Regions from separate parts of the Mus musculus genome. Here all the other regions are linked to region 1. A link is a contact called in public HiChIP or PLAC-seq and promoter capture Hi-C data. All regions are on one chromosome and are shown on one strand. Each heading gives the region's core, a stretch centred on a gene start, on an enhancer-like site or on the middle of the called end of the contact. The rest is flanking DNA. Distances are from core to core; before and after follow the strand shown.

Evidence for each region. Promoter capture Hi-C pulls out the DNA fragments that hold promoters and counts their contacts. HiChIP or PLAC-seq counts read pairs in DNA pulled down with a chosen protein or histone mark.
Region 2: a contact with region 1 is called in an HNF4G HiChIP or PLAC-seq map of pancreatic cancer cells. The contact joins the promoter of Ssbp1 here to the promoter of Dennd2a in region 1. A contact is called at or near these places in 1 of 39 promoter capture datasets (pre-B cells) and 2 of 115 datasets of contacts at active chromatin or transcription factors (large pre-B cells and pancreatic cancer cells).
Region 3: a contact with region 1 is called in a promoter capture Hi-C map of pre-B cells, with 3 times the contacts expected there. The contact joins the promoter of Hipk2 here to the promoter of Dennd2a in region 1. A contact is called at or near these places in 4 of 39 promoter capture datasets (the 3T3-L1 cell line, hippocampal neurons, neutrophils and 1 more), 1 of 484 Hi-C or Micro-C datasets (embryonic stem cells) and 1 of 115 datasets of contacts at active chromatin or transcription factors (astrocytes).

Annotation. Positions count from the first base shown.
Region 1 is chr6:39,555,590-39,560,018 of GRCm38.p6, reverse strand. It overlaps Dennd2a (DENN/MADD domain containing 2A), which reads left to right and starts at 2,185. Exons shown (of 19, transcript NM_172477.4): 1 at 2,185-2,444.
Region 2 is chr6:40,469,124-40,473,552 of GRCm38.p6, reverse strand. Ssbp1 (single-stranded DNA binding protein 1) reads right to left here and starts at 2,138. Exons shown (of 6, transcript NM_028358.2): 1 at 2,094-2,138; 2 at 1,420-1,482. The coding sequence starts at 1,443.
Region 3 is chr6:38,874,132-38,878,560 of GRCm38.p6, reverse strand. Hipk2 (homeodomain interacting protein kinase 2) reads left to right here and starts at 2,371. Exons shown (of 15, transcript NM_010433.2): 1 at 2,371-2,762. The coding sequence starts at 2,744. It also overlaps a transcript of Tbxas1 not described here.

The sequences.
Region 1 (4,429 bases), core at 936-3,435:
AATGAAAGTGAGGAGACTGGGATGGAAAGGGCCCAGTAACATTCATCAAACTCTGACCCACAGGTCAGGCAGAGATGTGGTTTCCTAAGGAGAGCTAGAGTGCAGTATTCCATGTGATAAAACTGTGGCCTGGGAATTGTCAAAGGACTGAGTCCTCAGCCCGTGCTTTGTCATGTCCACCTAAGATGCGACTGGCTATCTGAAAGCCAGACACTCAAAGGCTCCTAGGCTCTTATGTGCTTTGGGCTGGGGGAGGCAGCCAGCTGGGCTCTTGGCCCAGTTCCCATTGAACTTTGCCAGTTTGATGCTGTGGGGTACCCTGTGGCCCTGGGACTAATTAACCCCCAAGAAGCCAAGCCTTTGATCTTTATTTAGAAAGGGAGAACTTAGAAAGATGCAAACAAAGCAATACTTTGAATGCTAACACTTTAAAAAAAAAAAAGCTTACACTTGGCAAATGTCTGTTCTGAGAGTCTACAGTGCTTCATTGAAACGGGTGTGGCATGAAGAATTTAGGAAGGCCTCAACGATCTCCTGCAATGAGCAAACCCCTCAACTATGAAGGACATGCAACTTTGTTTCGCCTGGAACTTTAAGTCCCAGTTCCCTGGTGTCTGAAGTCCACTCTCATTACCATACCTCACCCCCTGCACACAGACTAGAGATCTCCTGCCTCAGTCTCCTGAGTGTTGGGTTACAGACATGCCTCGCCTGGTTTCCTCTTTATATGAAGCTCTAGTTTTCTTCTGAGGACCCACTTTGTGAAGTTGTAAGACTCTGGGTCTGTACCTATCCCACCCCCAACTGGCCACCCCAACCTAAGCTTTAGGCCATTAGGCTACTCTTGAAGGTCTCTAATAGCCAGGAAGGAGACTGGCTGGCACCTACCCTCAGGGCAGATAAATTGTCACTGTCAGGCCTGAGCACTTAGCATCTGGTGTTTCTCTGCTTGGACCCCTTTGCCTTTAGCATAATATTCAAATTCTGCCCAGGCCACTTGAATCCCTCCAGGCCTACCCATCGATCCTTATTCCCTCCCACTTAAGGGTCCCCCAAATACCATAATGTGACACCCCCACAACACCAGTCACACTCTTCCCTCTTTTCAGGCTGTCTTTTCTTGCCCTGTTTCTCCACCTTCTATAACTGATTCACTATCGCTGGTCACCAAAGCCCCAGAGAATGCCCCAGCCTGTGTTGGCTCCCTTAAGGCCCCCACAGCATTTTCAAGTGGACTCCAATTTGGCAATCCTTTTTTTTTTTTTTTTTTTAAGATTTATTTATTTATTATATGTAAGTACACTGTAGCTGTCTTCAGACACTCCAGAAGAGGGAGTCAGATCTCATTACGGATGGTTGTGAGCCACCATGTGGTTGCTGGGATTTGAACTCTGGACCTTTGGAAGAGCAGTCGGGTGCTCTTACCCACTGAGCCATCTCACCAGCCCCCCAATTTGGCAATCCTACTGTCTTAAAAACCTCCTGTGTGAGTGCTTTGACTGCACCCTGTGTACGTGGGACCGTGGGACCGTGGAACCGTGGGACCGTGGGACCGGTGTGCTGTAGAAAGCCAGTTCTCTGATCACTTTTCCTGACCAGGGCTTGGGACCCATTCTGTACCCTTCTGTAGGGAGGTGGGCCCCTGGATCCTTATGGCCCAGGCTCCTGAGTTGCTTAGGGGCAAATATGGACCCTTGGGTCCAAATAGCTTGTCTCATGACTGTGAGTTGTTGCTTATGGGCAAACTGGGCCTCGAAGGCCTATCTCATGACTGTCAGTTGCTTGGGGGCAAATGTGGAGCCCAATTCTGCCTGAGGCGTCCACCCTAACTGCTCAGAAACAAAGCAAGGGCAGGGAGTGTGGCTACGGCTTTGGTGCTGTCTAAATCTGGTTCTCGGCCCCTGGCTAAGCGCATCTCAAGAATGGACCTCAGTCGGGGTAGCAGAGAACCGGTTCGGCGATCTTCAGCACAGAAAAGGTTAAGCCACCGTCTCCCCCACCCCTCGAAAGGCGAGGGGGCGAGTGAGTGCGGCAGAAGGTCCTGTTTACCGTGGCTCCCCTCGGCGGCGGGCCCTGGGAGAGTGGTTGCTGTGGCAACCGGCCGGGCGCCCGCCAGCTGCGGATTAGCTCACTGGAGCCGCGGGATGGGTCGGGAGGAGGGGGCGCGCGTCACTGCAGACGGTCGCGGCGCAGCCCAGGGCAGAGGAAGGGGCCGCGCGCGCGGGAGGCCAGAGGAGACGCAGCACGCCTCCGAGGCCGGAGGCGGCGGGGACCGGACGGGAGCGCGCGCGGCGGGGACCCGAGGGGCTCGCGGCGGCCGGGGGAGGCCGCGCGGACAAAGGCGCGGAGGGCAGCGGGCCATGGCGCCCCAGGCCCCCGCCGCCCCTGCCCCGGGCGACCGCGAGTTGCGCCCCAGAACCCGCGGAGCCGACGCCCGTAGAGAGGTAGGGCTGGGCGCCGGAGTGCGGGCGACCTCGGGGGAGACCCGGGAGGGTACGCGCGGGGGCGACGAGGAGACTGCAGGCGCAAGCCGGGGCTCCTCGCAGGCGGCGCTGGGGACGCTTCAGCGGGGCCCTGGGGACCCGCGCAGGAAGCGATCCACAGCTCTTTCCCGGGTCGGGCTAACTTCAGGGCCGAAGAAACTTGCAGAAACTGGGCAGAGCCCGGCCCTGCGCTGTGCCGGAGCTCCCGGGCGGCTGTGAGTGAGTACGCGCGTGTGAGACCGAGTGTGTACGCTGGGGTGGGGGAGTCCAGGCGGCTCTAGTCGGGATTTGTCGTGGTGGAAAGTGGGGTACGTTGAAGTTTACTTCTCCCACTTTCCTCCCCAAGGATGGAGTTGGGAGTAGATGGAGCCCAGGGTAAGTCTCTTAACCACACAGGATATAGTCCTGTGCAGGAGAGTCACTGTGATATGGAGTCAGACCACTGAGCCAGAGGGAGCTCAGCGCCCGGAATCCTGTAGTGAGGGGCAGACACAGGAAGCTAAGGAGTGCCTTCCTTTGGCCCTGGATTGGAACAAGGAGAGAGCTGGGACCCTAATTTAACCAGCCTGCTGAGGAAGGAGCAGGCTGACTTCTGGCCGGGTGCTCTGATGGCTTTCAGGGTTGTGACTATAGCTCCCCAAAAGACAGGTAATTGTGGAGTGTGGTAATAGTGTTATAATAGGCACTTTACAGTAATTTGTTATGAAACACTTGCACCTGCTGTGGTTACTATAGAAAAGCCTTTCTCCTTCAGTACCAAACACCTGAAGAGTTGAATAGGCTCTTTAGGGAATGGACCACAGAGGAGAGAGTTGGAGATTCAGAGAGGAAGCAGAAGGCAAACAGAAACAGACAGTTTATTTATTTGAGACAGGGTCTCAGTATGTGACCCAGGCTGGCCTCAAACTTAAAGTCCTCCCTTTTGTCTTAACTCTCTAAATTCAGGATTACTGGTAGGCAGGCAGGCTCAGTTCAGGGACTTGTTTGTTTGAGGCAGGGTCTCAGGTAGCTTAGACAGACCTTGAACTTGATTTTGAATTAATTTTTTTAAATGTACTATATCTTTATGAGTTTCCCTGAATGTATGTCTGTACACCATGTTCATGCAGTGCCCACGGCCGCTCTAGTGCCTATCCTCTAGGACTGGAGTTAGTTACACACAGTTGTGGGCTGCTATGTGAGTGCTAGGAATTGAACCCAGGTCCTCTGGAAGAGCAGCCCGAGCTCGTGCTCTTAACTGATGAGCCATCTCTCTAGTCCCTGAGTCTACCTCCAAAACACTAGAATTACGGGAGTGTGGCACAAACCTTTATGAGATGTCTGGGGTCAAACCTGGGGCTTCCTGCTTGCTCAGTAAGTTCTCTACCAACTAAGCTATGTCTCCAGCTCTGAGACTATTTTTTAAATTAAAATAATTTTATTGCATTTTTATTTATTGTGTATGTGCTACTAGTCATGTATGTAGATCAGAAGACAATTTGTAGGAGTCAGTTCTGCCCTCCCATCGTGTGGGTGGTCAGGATTGAACTTTCAGGACATCAGGCTGAGCCAACTTGCCATTCCTCAGAGACTGTAAGGGATGGTAATAAGGGACTGGCAGAGAGCTTCGTGTCTGGATGTTCATTCTGGAAGATGCACCTGCCAGGTCTTACTTCACTCATATAAATGGGTCTGCGTGCTGGTGACTGGGGACATGTTGGTACCAGAAGCTACCATTCCAGTCTGGCCTGGCTATTCATGCTGTATGCTGTAGAACCAGGAGAATCCAGAGAGGATGCCTGTGGATGCCCTGGGAGTCACTCCACCATGAAAGTGCAGGGAAGGTTATCTGGGACAGAGGAGACAGCAAAGTCACCCAAAGGCCAGAGAGGCAGGCATGGGGGAGAACCCGTGTGTCTGCAGCATGGAGTCAGAGCCTCTCCCTTTCTTCCTGCCGCCTCCATTGT
Region 2 (4,429 bases), core at 889-3,388, 910 kb before region 1:
TTAGAACTTCTCACACTCACTTTCAAGGACATTCTACCATATAAGAAGGGTCATTTCAACTGGTCCGTGAGAGCTGCTGTGTTCGTAATTTCCAGTTATGCAACTTCTCCATGCAAATGAAGGCAGAGACAGGCTACAACTCTGAGGTGACAGGTTACCACATTATGATTTCTAAACCTAGCTTTTTAAAAATTCCAATTGGGACCTCTTTCCTTCCCTGGTCTTTTAATACCGGCCTTCTCTCTCCATACCACTCAAATGAACACCTTTTCCTGGAGTGATTTTAGCTATATACTATCACTAAGAATAAATATAAGAATAAGATGTTACACGATACAGGACCAAAATGCTACTCAGTTCCTTTGTCACGATCACAGAAAATACTAATGTGACAGATTCAGAAGAGCCAGTGTTCATTAAATGTTATAAAATAACAATATGCCTCATCTTAGGAACATACACATAATCTAGTAGAAAAGAAGAAATAGGGAGAGGATTATTTCAATACCCTCAAAATGCAAACTTACTTCCCATTTGGTTTAAAAAGATACTATAGTATAACTTCAATTTTAAAAGGCTCAGAGTATGTGTGGATTACAGTAAGGAGCTAAGGATAGACCAACTTAAGAGTAGGATGGGGAAGACAACAGACTTTTATAACGAATTTGACTCATTAGTCTTAAGAGGAGAAGAAAAGTAATAGATTTTACATTAGGAGAATTTACAAGACTTGGTACCCACGTGCCACACTGAGGAAAAATGGTAATTAAGGCCTGCTTAAGGCTGGCTAGAGTAGAGGACACCCGACTAGATTGCAGAATGGTCATGAATTTGTGGCAAGAAGTGAGCTCTGCTCTCTGGATAGCAAGATGGGAGTGGGGAGGAGAGGGGCCAGAAGGTCATAAAAGACCAGAGCCATATGGGACAAGGTTAGAAGAAATCAGGTGCGATGGGGCAGGCCTGAAATACCATCGGTGACAAAGTAGAAGCAGGAGGAGGAAGGTTCTTGGTCATCTCAGCCTAACAGTGAGTCTCAAGATAGTCTTAACTATGAGTGGCTGTCTCAAAAACAGCAAAACAAAAATGATAATAATAACTTACATAATTAAATGAATACTCTGATCTAAGCACTGGTAACAAATATTTACTAAATTAAATTCATGAGGTGTACTACATATGCGAATACACTTTAAAAATCATTTTTGATTCAGTAAACATTATGAGCTTCACACACACATAAACACACACACACACAAAATCCCTTCTGAATCTCCCACATCAAATAAACACATAGAACACGCTGGATAGGCGTAAGAATCTCGTGCTTATGTATGCAAAATCGAAAAGCAACAAAACAAAACATGGCTATAGACTATGGAAACACGGTTGGAGCACTCACTAATGTAGAAAAGTGACTACCTGTAACACAGGTCTTCGAAACATGGCTTCTGTTTTTCTTACAACCTAATCTTTAGGCTTTTCCTAAAGGAAAGAAAGAAAAGAGAAAAATGATAAATCAAGAAACTACAGTATCCATCAAGAACACACATGCTCTCTAGTCCTAAATCCTAAGCGCGTCCAGCTTCTCGTGCACCCAATTTGCAACCGCATTTTTTGCACGTGTGGGGAGTTCCTTTCTTTTTGAAAACAAAAACTGAGCGAGACAAAAGAAACTCTGTGGTTCTGGGTCTCAACCAGCAGAAAAGAGGGGAAAAACCTGTTCTCACTTGCAATCCATTGTCTGCTAGATTTCTTTACAATAGAAGTTGTCTCGGACATTTTTTTTTCCAACTTGTTCTGTTATTCTAGACCCCTAAAACTGTCTCTACAAACAGTGCGGGCACAGTAAACGCTACTCCGAAAGGACGCAAATCAGTGCCTTCGTCCCCGTTAGCGCTGAGTAAGCCCGGCTCCCCAGCCTCGCCGCGGGGGCAAGAGGCTGCTCTTCCCCCAAAGTGGCGCTCGCGAGCAGCACAGGGAACGGCGGGGGACACTCGGACTCCAGCGAGGAGCCGCACAACTCCTCCCGAGCCCCGCACGCGCCCGTGCACTCGGGAAACACAACTTCGTGCCAGCCTTCTCCCCTCCCTCACCGGACACGCAGAGCCCGACCGCCAGCGGCTCGCTTCCGGCGCACGGAGCCCGCAAAGCTCGCGAGATGCAAGGAAAGACAGGAAATCTCTGAAGTGCGTCGTTGAAATGCCGCCGGCTGATGTCGCCGGAAACACGACCCCTCAATTTAGAAGTGCCAGGAACTTCTGTCCAGGCGGAAGTGGGCGGATCAACGATGCCACCTGTGGGTAGTTTTACGATTTTGGTTTTGTTTTTTTGTTGTTTGGTTTGGTTTAGTTTGGTTGTTGGGGTTTTTTGTTTTGTTTTGTTTTTCCTGATCTCCACCCTCGCTCCGGTAGTGGCCCCGCACTGGCTAACCAAACTCTGGCCAGAACTCTATTCCCAGCCCTAAATTGAAATTATTTGATGTTCCCAGCCTGGGAAAGGGAGTGAGGTAGGTGAAATAAAACATATTTGAGCCCCTGGAGGAACTAAAACCGACACAAGTCTCCTAATGCAGTAAGACTGAAGAATTAATTGCTGTCAAAACCTCGGTGATCTAGATATGTTAACATGTTAAGTCAAAAAATTCAAGAAACACGTGAGGAGCAAAATTTTTAACATCTTTATTAAGTACCGGTCCCAAACTGTGCCTAAGGCACAAGAGAAATGCGCCCTTATATTATGTATTTGTATATATGTTTTCCCTAAAACATTAAAAGTTTATGAAATTCCAAAACATTTTGAAGAAGTGTTAAAAGTCAAAACGTTGCTTTATTTTAAAGCAAAGTGTAATTAAGATTTTACTTTTATAGAAAGAAACTGATCAGTATTTTTTAGATTTTTTTTTTTCATTTTGTGTTTCAATTCTACATCTTTGGCAGTTATTCTAGATGGAAAAGCTTAAAAGAAAGAAAGAGAGAGAGAGAGAGAGAGAGAGAGAGAGAGAGAGAGAGAGAGAAAGAGAAAAGAAAAAAGACACTGTCTCGCTGTGTATCCCTGGCTGGCCTGAAACTTGGATCTCATGTAGACCAGACCAGGCTTGTCTCTAACTCCCAGAGATTCCCCTTGCTGCATCTACCTCCCTAGTGCTGTGATTAAAGGCATGTGCCATCACATCCAGCACTCAGTGACAGTCTTAAACAATCTCAAGTAACTTAAGCTTGTTGATCTTGTATTTGGTAATATCATGTTCATAGTAAAATTTCTTAGTTTTAACATTTCCAAAATACTGCATTGAGACATCTTTTCTTTTGATTGCTGACTTTCTTTTGCTCCTCTAAATCCTATGTTGTTTACCCTAATCCTGGCCCTAGTGAAGTAACGCACTTATGAATCCTACAAATTAAGGAACCCAAGGCAACAAGATTCAGTGGGGCTCCAGTGTTAGACAGAAGGGAACTCCAAACCATTCAAACAGACACACTGCCTCCTAAGGTCCATTCTTTCTGATTTTAGGAGGGGGGGGGGTCTGAATTATTGTCTGGCTCACTAGTGACGCCTTTATAGATGTTTACTTCCCTGTACTTTTACCTTTACAAAGTTGATTTCCTGAAATAACGAGGCACTGAATTGGACAGGGACACACACACACACCCTAGTAATAAGAAGACATCCCACCTGCTACATTAGTTCAATGGTTTCCTCTTTATGAGCTTTGGAGGCAAGACAAAGGAAAAACAAAGTTGCTCCTTTTCCTCCAGAGAGAAATCCCGCCCGCCCACCTCGCAAGCTTTGTTTCAGTGGTCCCAGACTTGAACTGTGGAGTAAATCTTAACTCTGTTTCCCCATTGCAGACATCTATTGGCTCATGTATAGCCAGTTCTGTTCTTCACTATCCCGTTAGTTTTGCCTTTGTTCTATTTGAAGAATGTAGAGAAGGTTGGTTAAAGAAAAATATAGACAACTGAAACTTGAGAGCACCCTGCCTTAACGTTTTATAAAGAACCCCTGAATGGGGAGTCTTGACTGAGCCCTGTTGTCCACCCAGAGAGGAACTGACACATTCTCCTTCCTTGGCTGGTTATCTGGAAGAAGCTGCAAGTCCTGCTCCTTCATGGTTTCCTTTTAACAACAACAACAAAAAAAAGGTATTACAATGGATATGTTCTTGTACAGTGTGAGGGAGAGACTGTAACTGAGGTATTGCTTCTGGTAATGTTCCTTCTTAGTGCAACAGACACTTCAACCTCGGTCAGCTGTCCATATCCCCAGAATCTGAAATACAGCCCTGTACACACTTTAAAAATGCTCTCCTCAACTAGTTACTCCCTCCCTCTTTTGCATATTGTATTATAAATGACCATGAAGGTATGCCATCCCCATTGATGAGCTCCTAGAACATAAAAAGCCTGTTATAAAAAGCCTAGCTTACAGT
Region 3 (4,429 bases), core at 1,122-3,621, 680 kb after region 1:
GTTTAAAGTCAAGTTCCTAATCACTGTGCTGATACAGGTGAGGACACAATAAGTTATCATTACCACCCATTGCCTACATACACCAGGCAATGAATAGTTGCTAGGGATAACATGTTAAGTAAGACCTGTGTGGTTTCTGCCCTCATTGAGCTTATAGTTAGAGATACACTGCCCAGTATGGTAGCCACTAGCCACCCGTGCCTATTAGAATTAATGTTTAGTTCCTCAGGCACTAGCTGCATTTCATCATAAGTTCAGTGCCACAAGTGAATGGAGAGAGTTCTGTTGACCAGCATGGAAAGAGGCAGAGGAAGCAACAAGCAATTGCATATCTATGTAGTAAAGGCGGGGTAGAAACTGATGAGTGCAGGGGAGCGTATATTCATATTAATATTCTTATTATAATTAAGATGTAGAAACCAAGGTTCAGTGAGGTCAGACAAGGAGACCATGTTCATACACTTGCCAAGTGGGAGAACTAGGGTTTGAACTCAGGTTTGTCTTCTTCACATTATTTAGGTTGTTTTATGGAGGAAATGAGCCAACCTGCAGGGAGGTAGGAATTCTTTAAAGAGAGAAGACACCACTTGTGGGAATGTGACATTTTGGGCAAAGGCATAGATGAGCAAGGTTGGCAGAGGACCACAGGTAAACCAGTCGGGCTGGAGAGGCAGTGATTTGTTGAAATCATGTCCTAGGAGAGGTAAGTTGGAACCTGTCTGTCTTGACTAAAAGCCAAGGAACTAAGAGACTTAGCACTAGATGAAGGTGAGTCTTTAGAAGATAGAAGTAGGAGCATGGAGTGGCCAGAACCACTCCATTTGAGAGAGCAGCAGTATTTAGGAGCAACCGGCCATGAACAAATCTAGGGAAACCAGTTAAGGATTACAAGGGGATAGAAAGGGACAAGTGAAGAGTGTGAAGGAAGATCGTAGGGGCCTAAAGATCTAAAGTTAAGGTCCAATACTTTGTATCATTGGATAATATCCTTTACTGTTGTGGGCTTCTTGGACTGCAAAACGGCAAGGCAGGCCTAGATGATCTCTGAGGTTCCCCTTACCAATGGTCGCCTAGGAGTCTACAACGTGAAGAACATTAGAGTAAGGAAAGCACTAGTGTAATGTAATATGAAATATTGAGGCAAAGAAGATCGCCGTCAAGGACCATCCCAAGATGAAGTGAAACTTATTTTCCAGTAACAAAACCAGCCACGTGTGTGCAGGAGCTAGGTTGTTTTTTTATTTTTGGGTGGTGGATGGGCACGGGATACAGAAGCTGGAAAGATAGTGAGAAAACAATGGTCTTAAAAAGAAAAGAAAACAATGGGCTTGTTTTAAAGAAAGTTCTCCAGAGTTAGAGGTCATCATATTACATCCCCACCCTCAAGGTAGCTTCTAAACTGTTTTGGACCTATGATTTACAGGTAGGAAATACAATTTACATCAGGTGTCCAGTATTCATACCTGAAAATAAAGGGTTTATGAGACAAAATATTTTTTGCTGGATACTAATATTTTGTTGGCTTTTCAGAAGCTTTGTTGTCACCCACTTAATTTCTTTTATGAACTATTCATATATCAGGACTCAACAAGTTTTCGTAAGTTGGAGGCAAAAGGCAGGGCGTCCCGTGCAGACGTCCAGAAGCGAGCTGGAGAGGCAAATCAGGGCAGAGATCCAGGCTAGGAGAGTTTAGAGAACGTTTCGCTCCGGCCCGAGTGAGCAGAAAAAAAGCAAAACCCTGGAGCCACTAGGTGGGACCCTCCCACCCGGATGATGGAGGAGAGGGCTCTCCAAACATCGGGATCAGGCGTCCATCCTGACGTTGCGTTTTCCCCGAGCAGTTCAGGGAGCTCCCCCGACATTCTCCCGGGAGGACTACGCGCCCACTCCCTCCAGTCATTTCCCCCGCGTGTCGGCTAGAACGGAGCCCGCACGCGCTGGGGTGAAGACACTTTGCCCGGCAGCGGGACTGCTGTCGGCAGCAGCCGCTCGCGCTCCCCGGCCCGGTCGGCCGGCGCGCGCACACCCACGCGCGCACTCCCAAGCACGCACACACAAAGTTGTGGCCGCCTCCACCGCGGAGCTCCGGTCGGCGGCTGCGGGCCAGCGCACCGCGCTCTCGCCCAGCCCCGCTCGCACGGCCGCTCGGCTCCCCTCGGGCCGCGCTCGGCCCCCGCCGACGCCCCGCTCTGCCCTTCGGCTCGGCCCTCCCCGCCTCGCATCCGTGCCATCGGCGCTCGATTGCGCGCGGACTCCCTGGGGCTCTTCCCGGCTCGTTCGCTCGCGCTTGCCCGCCCGCCCGCTCGCGCCCGGCCGCGCCGCCCCGCCCCCGCCCCCTCCCCCTGCTCCTCACGGGCAACTTTTGCCGGCGCCCCCGCCTCACAGCCATGCGGAGCTGAGCTCCGGCCCGGGCCCTGGCCGCCGCAGCCCGCCCCGGCTCCCGCCCTCGCGGACCCGCCCGGCCCTTGGCCTCGGCGCCTTAGCCGCCCCGGGCCGGCCGAGCCCCCCGCGCAGGGCCCGGGCCGCGGCTACGGCGGCGGCGGCGGCGGCGGCGACGCGCCCGCCCGGCCCCCTCCCCCGGCGCCGGCCAAGTGAGGCGGTGATGCGGGCGCTGGCGGCCTGGGCTGCGCCGAGAGCGGAGACACAGGCTCAAGATGGCAGATTCCCACTGAGGCTGAGGGGGCCGAGCTCGCGCGCCGCGTTCCCTTCTCCGTTGCCATGAACCGCGGACACCCCGGCCCCGATGGCCCCCGTGTACGAAGGTAAGGGGCACCCGGCCCGCGATCCCCCCGCTCGCTCGGCCAGCCGCGGCCCCCGTAGCTTTGTTCTGCCCGCGGCCCCTCGCCCGGCAGCCCCCGGCCGCAGCCCCGGGCCCTGGTCCTGGGGGCTCGCGACCTTCCCCGGTGCCCCCATCCTGGGTCCAGACGGGACCGGAGCCGGCCTGGAGCAGGATCTTATTTCCAGGGCAGAGAAGGCGGCTGGGGGGTGTGTGCCGGTGGGCTGCTGCCCAAAGAAAAGAAATGGGGGCGGCGTGTGGGAAAAGACGGATCCGTGACTGCTTTCTGTTTATTTGTGATAAATGAAGGTGATGCGGTCCTCCCCCATTACCTTTAAACGATCTCCTTTCTACTTGTCCGTCCTCTCTGCTCCCTTTTCCAAACATCTCCACTCCCACCCCACACTCCTTTATTCTTCCCGAGCCTCCGATTTTTGGGGGGTGGTGGTGGTGGTGGTGGCTGTGGAATCCGATTGAAAGGGGCCAAGCGATGAGAGAGGGTTGAGATGAAAAGTCCATTTCAGACCCAGGCAGAACAATGAAATAGGCTCAAAATCTCCCCGCAGTTGGCGTGTGGAAGGGAGAATGTAGTTTGGCTTTTTGGGGGGGGCGGGGAAGGGGGTGCGAAAGAAGGTTTTCTGGCTCGGCCTGGGTAGATCGGTGCTGTGCACCTTCACCTGGCGTTGGCTGATTTTTTTCCCATTTGACTGTCTTTAGAAGAAAGAAAAGGTAAGGCGATACAGCTGCCTCGCGCACTCTTTCGGTTCTCTTCAGTCAGTTCCGTCAGCTTGCAGCGAGAAAATCAAGCCGGAATCAACTAAGTTTTTACTCTTCTATGGGGTTTTGTGTGCTTGTAGTACCGGGTATTTTTCAACCAAAGTGTGCCAGATTTTTTCAGTTATTTCGTCGTGAAAATGTTTCTCTCGTGAAATCATTGAAATAGCAGCCCTTTACATACTTTTAGCGTGGGTCCATCTGGCTTTCTTTCGGTTTTGTTCAGATATTCTGTGTATGAAATCGCAAATGAGAGGGAAACGGGTTTGCCAGGAACCAAGAGGAGGGGCTAGGGGAGATTGTAATCCTATAAACCCAGGGAACTGTTGGGCCGAGTGAAACAGGGATCTCATTAATAGTTTTATCTCTGTTAGGAGAGGCTGATTTAAAAAAAAAAAAAAAACTTATCTGAAAAGAAAATCTGTTATTAGTACCAGGGCTCTAAATGAATTAGGTTTCTGCATGGACTCTCTTACCATTCAGGCTCTGAATAACAAGGCTGTAAATAACCTATGGACTGTAAATATTTTTTCCAGAGTCTCTTAGAAACAAAGGGGCTGTTTAGAAAGCAACAGAGAAATGTTATTCCAGGGGCTTTCCTCTTTGATTCCGAAGAACACAAGGTCTATTTAACCGTTCCACACAACAAAACAAAATTTCGGATCACTCCACCACGTAGACTAGAAACATGCCAGTGGGGACGTGAACATGTAGGAGAACCCATGTCGGGCATTCATTGTTCATCTGTGTCTAGGGGAGGGGGGCTGCAGTCAAAGCTCCCACTGTCTAGAGTGTTAAAATGAAACAGTTTTCTCTTTATTAAGTACCTCCTTGAGACTCCCTCTGCTGGACACTCCGGGTGAGCATTTTAGAAAGAAC